Regions from separate parts of the Callithrix jacchus genome. Here region 2 is linked to region 1. A link is a contact called in public Hi-C data. All regions are on one chromosome and are shown on one strand. Each heading gives the region's core, a stretch centred on a gene start, on an enhancer-like site or on the middle of the called end of the contact. The rest is flanking DNA. Distances are from core to core; before and after follow the strand shown.

Region 1 (4,785 bases), core at 1,003-3,502:
CTGCTGGGGAGGCTGAGCTGGAGGGATTGCTTGAGCCTGGGAAGTGGAGGCTGCAGTGAGCCATGATTGTGTCATGGCACTCCAACCTGGGTGACAGAGCAAAACCCTGTCTCAAAAAAAAAAAAAGAAGGGAAATCACATACATAATGTTACTTAAGCCAGAGTTAGTGCTGAGCCACGATTCTAAGGGAGGTACAAACACCCCACTTCTGAAAGGGAGGAATGTCATAATTACATTGTAGGAAGAGCATATAGGATGGGAGACACTGTCATGGCCGTCTTTGGAGAACGAAATCTGCCAGCCCAGGGAAACTGAGCACAGCTAGAACAAATTTAACAACAATTAATCAATGATTTCAGTCTCATCTGATTCCTTGATACCACCACTGGGCAGTCCTATAACATTTCTCTGCTAAACTTGATTCAATTTGCAATGGTTATTTCAAATCTTCACTGCAGAAGGCACTGTGTATGTCTTTCCTAATACCCATGCCCAATCCCCTTTCTCCCTGTTTATGTCCTTTAGGCAAAGCTAAATACTCACTTTCCTAGCCTCTCTTGAGTCTTTGTGACACAATTCTGTCCAGTGAGATGTAAGCAAAAATTGGCACAGGGACTTCCGGCAAGCTTTTTCCTTGAATAGGAAAATGATGCACGGAGTGGAGGCAGCCAGCCATATATTACAATCCTCAAGAAAATGTCAGTTACAGAAGCATTGGCCCTGATGTCATCGAGCCACTCAACCAATGCTATTGTCTACCTCCAGGCCTTCTCTCCTCTGAGAAAATAAACCCTCCTTTGTTTAAGCCACTGATAGTCAAGCTTTCTGTTGCTTGTAGGGGATATAAGCATTCTCTTCAATCCCCTGCTCCTCTACTTTCTCTCTCTCGCTTTTCTTTCTTTTTTTTGAGACAGAATTTTGCTCTTGTTGCCCAGGCTGGAGTGTAATGGCGTGATCTTGGCTCACTGCAACTTCCGCCTCCCCGGTTCAAGCAATTCTCAAGGCTGGCAGGCAGCCTTCCGAGTAGCTGGGATTACAGGCGTACGCCACCACGCCCAGCGAATATATATATGTATGTATATGTATTTTTAGTACAGACGGGGTTTCACCATGTTGATCAGGCTGGTCTCCAATCCCTGTCCCCGTGATCCACCCGCCTCAGTCTCCCGAAGTATTCGGATTACAGCCGTGAGCCACCGGGCCCGGCTACTTTCTTTCTTTGTAACAGCCTTCAGCTGCTAATTCTCCCTTTCCTGCCACCAACAGCCTACTTAACTACCTACTTACCTGCACCCACAGCCATCTTATTTACTCCTTCTCTCCTGTTATAATGGAAGAGGGCTCCCTACATGGACGGGAGAGTGGGAGTAAATGGAAAGATGCTAATCTGGCATCCATTACAAATTCATCTTTCAGTTTTGGTTTTCTTACCCATCCACACGTTAGTTCTGGGCCTGTACCACTCATCAGCTATGTGCCTTAAACAGGCCATTAAAGTAGCACATATTTATTGAGCAGATTCTAAGCTGTGCCCAAAATGGCACTGCGCTAGGTGGTGGGAGTTGCTAGGGCTAGGAAACATACATAGTCCAAGTGGAGAGAAAATTATTTACAAGACAGGGGAATGGAGCCTTGGAGGAACTGAGCTACGTGACTGGGAGGGCTGAGAATGTGGAAAGGGTTCAGGAGAAGGGGCTAGGAGGTAGGCGTGGGCCACAGCCAGCTGGCTTCTATAACCTAGGGAGGGTAGTGATTTGGGTTTTAATCCTAAATCATTGGGACAGGAAGTGAATTACTGTCTCGGAGCCTCAGTTTCTACCTCGAAAAATACGTTTTAGAACCAACTCCTGTACTAGATTGAGAAATATGGAGAAGGATTTTTAAAATTCATTTCCGCATCATCAGCGCCCGGCACATGGTAGGCGCTTAATCAATGCCTGTTCTGTGAATAAACGAGATTGGGCCTCAACAGATCTCTGTGATTAAGTCAACCATTCAGCAGAGTTTTCCTTCTCCGCGTTCCTTTCCTTCCCTCCCCTTTTCTCGCCCTTCCTCCCTCTTTCCTCCCACGCCCCTTCCCACTCCTCCCCCTCTCATCCTCTCCGGGCTTCCTCCTCCCCTTCCCCGCCCCCATCCTCCCCTTCCCGGCCCCGCCTCCCGCTGCGTCGCGAAGGCGGGGACGGCGAGGCGGGCTTTACGGCAGCCGCGTTGCGGCGGGGCGGGGCGCCGGACCGCCGGCGCGCTTGGCGGCAGTAGTGGGAGGCTGGCTGGCAGGCAGACGGACTCGCAGGCGGGTGGCGGCGGCCGTGCTTGTTAGTGAGGGCGGGAGGGAGTGACTCACTGAGCGTGTGTGAGGGAAGGAGCGAGCGAGCAGCCCGCGCCGTCCTCCCGCAGCACCAGCCAGGCCACACCGCCGCCTCTTCCCCTGCGCCCAGCGCCCAGGCCGGGCCGAGCCGAGCCGGGTCGGGCCCGGGCCATGCTGCTCACCGTGTACTGTGTGCGGAGGGACCTCTCCGAGGTGACCTTTTCCCTCCAGGTCGACGCCGACTTTGAGCTGCACAACTTCCGCGCACTGTGCGAGCTCGAGTCTGGCATCCCCGCAGCCGAGAGCCAGGTACGCCGGGCAGCGAGCGGGGCCTGTCCCGGAGCTAAGCCCTCCCCGCCTCGGGGCCCAACTCCCGCCCTTCGCTAATGGTGAAGAATTGGGGGCTGGGGGGGAGCAGGGATAGCCATTCTCAGCTCACCCCCGCATCCGGGACGGAGCTGGGGAGCTGGCATCGGTAGCTGCCCTCACACGCCCCGAACGTGGGGTGGGGTACGAGGATAGGGAGCGGAGAACCTGACCGCAGACGCACCCACTGCAACGTGAGGGGCGCTTGGACTGTTTAGCAGCCCTAGCCCTCCCTACCTTTGCCTCTTTGGCCCCTTTTCTCTTTCCTATCCCGAATGTGGGATATCGTTGTGGACCTCAGAAACAGCTCTGGGTTTGCTAGGGTTCATACATCCTGCAAACCAGAAATACCAGTTTGGATCACTGTGGTAGATAGATGTTCCTCTGCTTTTTTTTTTTTTTTTTTTTGTGAGGGTTTCTGCTTAAATATACGCAGCTTGCCTTTAAATACACAGATTTGCACTTCCGGTGAAAGAAAAAAAGTTTTAGACGTGCACTACCTCGTTTTGGGGTCTTTGGAAATGCTCTTTTACCCAGGATATGCGTTTCTGGTTAAATTCTTTTGAAAAACTACCTATTGGTTCAGGTCAAACTGTTTGTTTCTTTCGGTTCTACCCTGGTAGGAAGCCAGAAGGCCCTTTTTCTTTCAGGTCACAGTTCAGAGTTTGGGTCAGTTCAAAGCTCAGTGCTTTAAAAGGATATTTACTTAGAAACGGCCTAGTATCATTGCTGTTCGGTGGTTTCATTTCCCTACTCAGCTTGCTGGAAAGAAGTTCAGCCTCATATTTTTAAGCAAAGTAATTCTTAAAATGCCTTGGGACTGCCACTAGTCTTCATCAGTGGGAGGTGACAACAATGCTGTAACCTTAACACTAAAACATTTAGATTATGACTTGATAAAGTTAGCCTGGAGAACAAAGTCTAAACATTTAAGAAAATTATACAGGTCTCCCAAGGCTCCGTAATGGAAATCTTGATTTTCTACTGCAGTTATGAAATAGTTTCCAAACCGATTGCCCAACTACAGCTTGTTCTGCTGTCTTATGGTAAAGAAAGTGTGATTCCTTTACACAATGTGAACTTTAGAACCTTGGCATAAAGCTATTCAGAAAGAATTTTAAAAGTTCATCCACAAAAGCTTAAGAACCAGTTCCTGTCAGTGAATGCCTCATGTGGAAAACTAGGAAAGGACTGTTTAAATAGAGAGGGGAAATCAACTCTTGAGTTTTTTTTTTTTTTTTTTTTTTTTTTGAGACGGCGTCTTGCTCTGTCGACCAGGTTGGAGTGCAGTGGTGCAATCTCGGCTCACTGTAACCTCCACCTCCGAAGTTCAAGCGATTCTTCTGCCTCAGTCTCCAGAGTATCTGGGACTACAGGCGCGGGACGCCACGCCCAGCTAATTTTTTTTTTTTTTTTTTTTTTTTTTTTTTAGTAGAGATGGGTTTCATCAAGTTGGCCAGACTGATCTCAAACTCCTGACCTCAAGTGTTCCTGCCTCGGCCTCCCAAAGTGCAGGGATTACAGGCATGAGCCATTGAGACCGGCCAACTCTTCAATTTTTTGATAGTGGCTTTTTCAATTGTGTGTGTGGTTTTTTTCTCTAGCTGTTATAGTACCCTGGTTATAATCACCTGGTAGGGAAAATAAAAAATTAAAATGTAAATTGGTTTTGTTGTTAGGGCTTGGGAAAAGATAGGTTGAGGTTGTTTCCATTTATGCACTGTTGTGATGGCTTTAACAAGGAATTTAATAAGTAAAGTAAAGGGATATCTGATGCCTCCTTTAATTTACTTAAATTTCTTGTTATAACCGTCGCAAAAGACCATTTATTGTGTGGTCAGGGCAGGCATTGTCCTCTGCCAGTTGGGAAAGTTAGGAATACCTTAGTAATTGAATATAGGCTAACTCAAAATTCTTTCTTGTGCATTATGTCAGTGCTAAGGCATTTACTTCTTTCCCAAGGCAAATTAGCATATAGAAACTTAGGTTCCAACTGGTGTTAAGCCTGTATTAGATAGCCATAAACAGCTCCTGTTTTTCCAGTCTGTTCTGTTGGCTCCATTGTAACCTGACAACACAGTATCTATTTTAAGGTGTCTGGTGGTCGGTTGTC
Region 2 (5,238 bases), core at 172-2,671, 130 kb after region 1:
GGGATCCAGAACAGGTCCCCAGCACCCCTGGGCATCCTGCCCGACAGGTGGCAGATGGAGGTCACTGGGGGCACAGGCCTCTGCAGATGCATGCCCTCCTCCGTCTGCAGAATCCGAGGAGTGGCACTGAGAACAGCATGGATCTAAGGAAGAGCAAAAGAAACAGAAGAGCGGGAGCCCCCTCTTCCTCTCCTGGGTCAGGGGCCCAGGCAGAGGCTCAGGGCTGCCTGGGGGCCCTGAGTGCCCAGCCATCCTTGTTCGTGTTTGAACACTCCCCTGGCCACGTGGGGAAGCAGGAACACGGGGTGTCTGCGCATGCTTCCTCCTCCTAGCTCCATCACCGCGCACATAGCTGCCTGCCTCACCAGATGCAGGGGCGGCGGGCCTCCCTGGCTGCCAGGAGGCCCTGCATGCCCATGGCCCTGCCCCGCCTCTCCCCTCAACCCGGCAGTGCCTGTAGCACCCAGGAGCAAAATGGGTGGATGGGGGGCTTGGAGAAGGGCAGAGCTACCAGCCTGGCATCCATGTACACATCTTCTGACTGTCCCCTGCTTGGCTGGAGTCAGGCCCTTCCCTAGAGTTTTGTCAAGAGCCTCCTGGGGAAGGGGTCAGGTGGTTTGGGTTTTGTTTTTTAAAATAAAATCCACGTTATATTGCCAAGCCTTGTCACTGGCCCTTTTTGAGCATGGTAGGGGCCCTGAAGTCCTGGGGGAAGCTAGGGGGGCATAAGAGCCAGAGGCAGTGGGGACAGGGGCTAGCAGTGGATGTGGGTGCCTTTTATTGGGTGCAGCACTGTCTAGGCCCACTCTTGTCATTGCCAGTCCTCCACAGAACCTTCTGGAGTGATGTCAGTACCTCCATTTCACAAATGAGAGAAATTGAAGCTCTGAGAGGAAGTGACTTGCCCAGGTTCGCACATAAGAGCAGAACCTGGGATTCCAATCAGCTCCCAGCGCTCCAGAGCCCTTCTCTACCTCTGCCCCTGCTGAGCCTGGGCCCGTAGATGGTGGGAGCCAGACTGGAAGACTGAGTCCTGGAAAGGGGATGTCAGTCACCAGGGGCACATCAGGGATGGGTGGGGCAGGGTCAGTGTTGCCCATGTACCCCATGCCAGGGACCTCCCAGTCACTTGCCCCCTGCCCAGGGCTCTGCCAAAGCTGGACAGGCTAAGCTAGAGACAAGGCAGTGGTGCCAGCCCTTTGCCCAGGACCAGAGGGAGGCCAGGAGGAGGTGCCTGTGCTGGTTGGAACCTTCTCCCTACCCTTGCTCGCCTTCCAGTCCCAAGTGACCTTTCCCCCAGATCCCAGGGTCCAGGCCCGCCCTTGGCTGGAAAGTGTGGGGACAGAGGCAGCTGGGATTGGTCACAGCCGGTGGAGGCGTGTCAAAGGCTCCAACAGACCCCTGGAGCAGCTGAGCAGAGCAGGTGGACTCCTGAGATAGACCAGGGCCTCCAGGCAGCCACGGGCCTGTCAGACCAGGACCCTTGCCCTCTAGACATGGCCTCGGGCCCCGGCAAATCCCAGCCCCATGGCCCTGTGAAGTTACAGACAGCCTAAACGCCACCACCACAGGTCCTGTGCCATGCCCCTGACCCGGGCACAGAAGGCCACTGGCCCGGAGGCTGGGGAGACGGTGCCCCCAGTAGTGGACCTGGTGCTGGGTGCCTCGGCCTGCTGCCTGGCCTGTGTCTTCACCAACCCCCTGGAGGTGGTGAAGACGCGGCTGCAATTGCAGGGGGAGCTGCAAGCCCAGGGCACCTACCCACGGCCCTACCGGGGCTTCATGGCCTCTGTGGCTGCTGTGGCCCGAGCAGACGGGCTGTGGGGCCTGCAGAAGGGGCTGGCTGCCGGGCTGCTGTACCAAGGCCTCATGAACAGCGTCCGTTTCTACTGCTACAGCCTGGCATGCCAGGCTGGCCTCACGCAGCAGCCAGGAGGCACTGTGGTTGCGGGAGCCGTGGCAGGGGCCCTAGGAGCCTTCGTGGGGAGCCCTGCTTACCTGGTGAGTCCTTGTCTCCATCCTCCACCATCCCGTGACCCATATCCCACAGGGGCCCGGCAGCCTGCAAGGCTAGGCTCAGTGGACCTGGGTGGGGTAGGGCAGTCTGGGCGGGGCTGCTCCCTGGAACATCCTGGCCCAGGCCTGGAATCTGCCTCTTGGCCCAGGAGAGCCCTGATCGATGCTCTCCTGGGGACCCTGCCCCACTGGTCCTAAACCAGGGGAGGGGCAGAGGGTGGCAGATGTGTTGGCTCAAATCCTGGCTGGGTTACGTCTCTTCCTGTGTGGCCTCGTATATGTTAACAATAAAAGCTACCCGGCTGGGCGCAGTGGGGTATACCTGTAATCCCAGCACTTTGGGAGGCTGAGGTGGGAGGATCACAAGGTCAGGAGTTCGAGACTAGCCTGACCAACATAGTGAAACCCTGTCTCTACTAAAAATATAAAAATTAGCAGGTGTGGTGGCACGTGCCTATAATCCCATCTGCTCAGGAGGCTGAGGCAGGAGAATTGCTTGAACCTGGGAAGTGGAGGTTGCAGTGAGCCAGGATCACACTACTGCACTCCAGCCTGGGCAACAGTGAGACTCCATCTCAAAAAACAAAACAAAACAAACAAAAGAATGAAAGCTACCCTTGATGGCCTCCTCCTCTTGTGCACTCTGCAGGGGCACCTCAGGACCACCCCAAAAAAATATTTTTTTGAAAAAAGCTACCCCTGGAAGGGGCACAGTGACTCATGCCAGTATTCCCAGCACTTTGGGAGGCCGAGGTGGGCAGATCACCTGAGGTCAAGAGTTTGAGACCACACTGACCAACAGGGTGAAATCCTGTCTTTACTAAAAAGTATAAAAATTAGCTGGGCATGGTGGTGCATGCCAATAATCCCAGCTACTGAGGAGGTGGAGGCAGGAGAATTGCCTGGGCCCAGGAGGCAGAGGTTGCAGTGAGCCGAGATCGTGGCACTGCACTCCAGCCTGGCCACAGAAGAAAAAGCTCCCCTTGAGAAAGGCTCACCTCCTCGGCTGGTGCTGGACAGTCATCGTCTCACTTAATCCTCAGAACAGCTTTCCCGTGACAGAACCACTCAGAGAAGATTCGGTGACTTGCTCCAAGTCACACCGAGATGCAAAACCCAGGCTGACCCTAGAGCTGCACCTCCACCCTATTCCACAGCACCCCTAAGCTTTAGGCTTGGGACCATGGAGCTCTGAGTTTCAGAGGCACAGAGGTGGGGGAACCCTCAACACACACAGCTCGTCCCAGCTCTCCCAAGCTCCATCCCCAAACCCCATGTCCCCTCTGCTCCCACAGATCAAAACACAGCTGCAAGCCCAGACAGTGGCCGAGATGGCTGTAGGACACCAGCACAATCACCAGGTGAGGCCCTGGTCACTCCCAGAGCTCCCTGGGGACATGGACTGGGCATGCTACCAGCCTGGGCAGGGGCTGGCCAGTGACCCTGATCCCTCTCCCCACAGACCCTCCTGGGTGCCTTGGAGACCATCTGGCGGCAGCAGGGCCTGGTCGGGCTGTGGCAGGGCGTGGGTGGGGCTGTGCCCCGAGTCATGGTGGGCTCAGCTGCCCAGCTGGCCACCTTCACCTCTGCCAAGGCCTGGGTGCAGGAGCAACAGGTGAGGAGCGGGGGGCACCTGTGCCCACCCACACAGACACACGGGATTGAGGGGCCACCTGCCTCCTTCCACATGGAGAAGACTGGGGGTGGCAACAGATGGGGCCCCGCCTCTGCCCTCAGAGTGGTGACTCCAGACCTTGGTACCAGCAAGAGTAGGAGGTCAGCAGTGAACCCCAAAGCTGAGAAGGAGCTCAGGGTGGCAGGGCTGGGGGATGCCTAGAGGGGCCTCATCTGCTCCCCTTTCCACAGCCCTTCTAGCCCCTGGGTAGTAGGAGGCTGGGAGGGCACCACGTGGGTGGGTAGAGGGCATTTGCAGGGGTCAGCACCTGTGCCATCCCCACAGTGGCTCCCGGCGGACAGCTGGCTGGTGGCCCTGGCTGGGGGCATGATCAGCAGCATAGCCGTGGTTGTCGTCATGACCCCCTTTGATGTGGCCAGCACGCGGCTATACAATCAGCCAGTGGACAGAGCTGGCAGGGTGAGCAGGGATGGGTCTAGGGGAGGATGTGGGGAGCTGGGAACACCCCCCAACACACACACACACACACAGAGCCAGAGACACACAGACACGGGCCATGTATGCAAACACTAACTGGGCTTGTTTGCTGAGCCCCCATGTCCCAGGCACAGGCTAAGCACTTTCACAACCAGATTTTATTCTATCCTTATAATCACATTCATCTTCCTGATGAGGAAACCGGTTGAGACAGATGAAGTGACTTGCATGAGGTCCCCCAGCTGGTAAGTGGAAGAGCCAGTACTAGAATTCAGGCCTGATCCCACAGCCTTCCCAGCAGCCTCACAGATGTGTCCAATCAAAGGTGCTGTCCACAGGGTGTGCAGGGGTGAAATTGACCCTTGTGCCAAGATGTGGTGTGAGCCAGGGCCCCACGGTCCCTGTAGTGACACCCCCCCCATGTCTGTCCCCAGGGCCAGCTGTATGGGGGCCTCACCAACTGCATGGTGAAGATCTGGCGGCAGGAGGGCCCCCTGGCACTCTACAAAGGCCTGGGCCCCGCCTACCTGCGCCTGGGCCCCCACACCATCCTCAGCATGCTCTTCTGGGACGAGCTTCGGAAACTGGCTGGGCGGGCCCAGCACCAGGGCACCTAGGCGTCGGCCCTCATCCCCACGTCCTGACATGGCCTGGCACTTGGCCAGAAGTGAGGGCCTGCTCTTGCACAACCAGCTGTCCCAGGAGGGACCACAGGCCCAGGCCCTGCCACAGACCCCAGGAGAGTGTGGACAGCTCTGGCACCCAGCTCCATGGCCCACCCAGGGCCAGAACATCCACTTCAAGTTACCACTCATTCTGTCTTCCAGACAGTTCTCTTCCTTCTCTGCACTGGGTCTCCAAATCCCAGAGCCTTAGTCATAACAACTGCTGCAGGCATGCACACAGCATGGGCCCAGTGACTTACATCCATCAGCTCACTTAGGCCTCAGACAGCAGCTCGAGGCAGACACTTTGCCCTCGTTTACCATCAGAGGCTGAGAGCAGTGGTGTGGCTTTGACTGCAGCCACACAGCTTTGAAGTGCAGAGCCAGGACTGGAACTTAGCCCTGCTTACCCCAGACCTATGCACTTGACAAGTGTGTGACTGT

Evidence for each region. Hi-C and Micro-C count contacts between places; a contact is called where the count stands out from the background.
Region 2: a contact with region 1 is called in a Hi-C map of skeletal muscle, with 4 times the contacts expected there. The contact joins the promoter of SLC25A34 here to the promoter of DDI2 in region 1. A contact is called at or near these places in 2 of 3 Hi-C or Micro-C datasets (both in skeletal muscle).

What each region holds. Positions count from the first base shown.
Region 1 is chr7:52,940,799-52,945,583 of calJac240_pri, forward strand. DDI2 (DDI proteasomal shuttling factor 2) reads left to right here and starts at 2,253. Exons shown (of 10, transcript XM_078330439.1): 1 at 2,253-2,615. The coding sequence starts at 2,478.
Region 2 is chr7:53,070,287-53,075,524 of calJac240_pri, forward strand. SLC25A34 (solute carrier family 25 member 34) reads left to right here and starts at 1,422. Exons shown (of 4, transcript XM_035307846.3): 1 at 1,422-2,001; 2 at 3,312-3,377; 3 at 3,479-3,631; 4 at 4,564-5,238. The coding sequence starts at 1,582. The coding sequence ends at 4,746. It overlaps PLEKHM2 (pleckstrin homology and RUN domain containing M2), which reads left to right. Exons shown (of 20, transcript XR_621569.5): 20 at 1-660.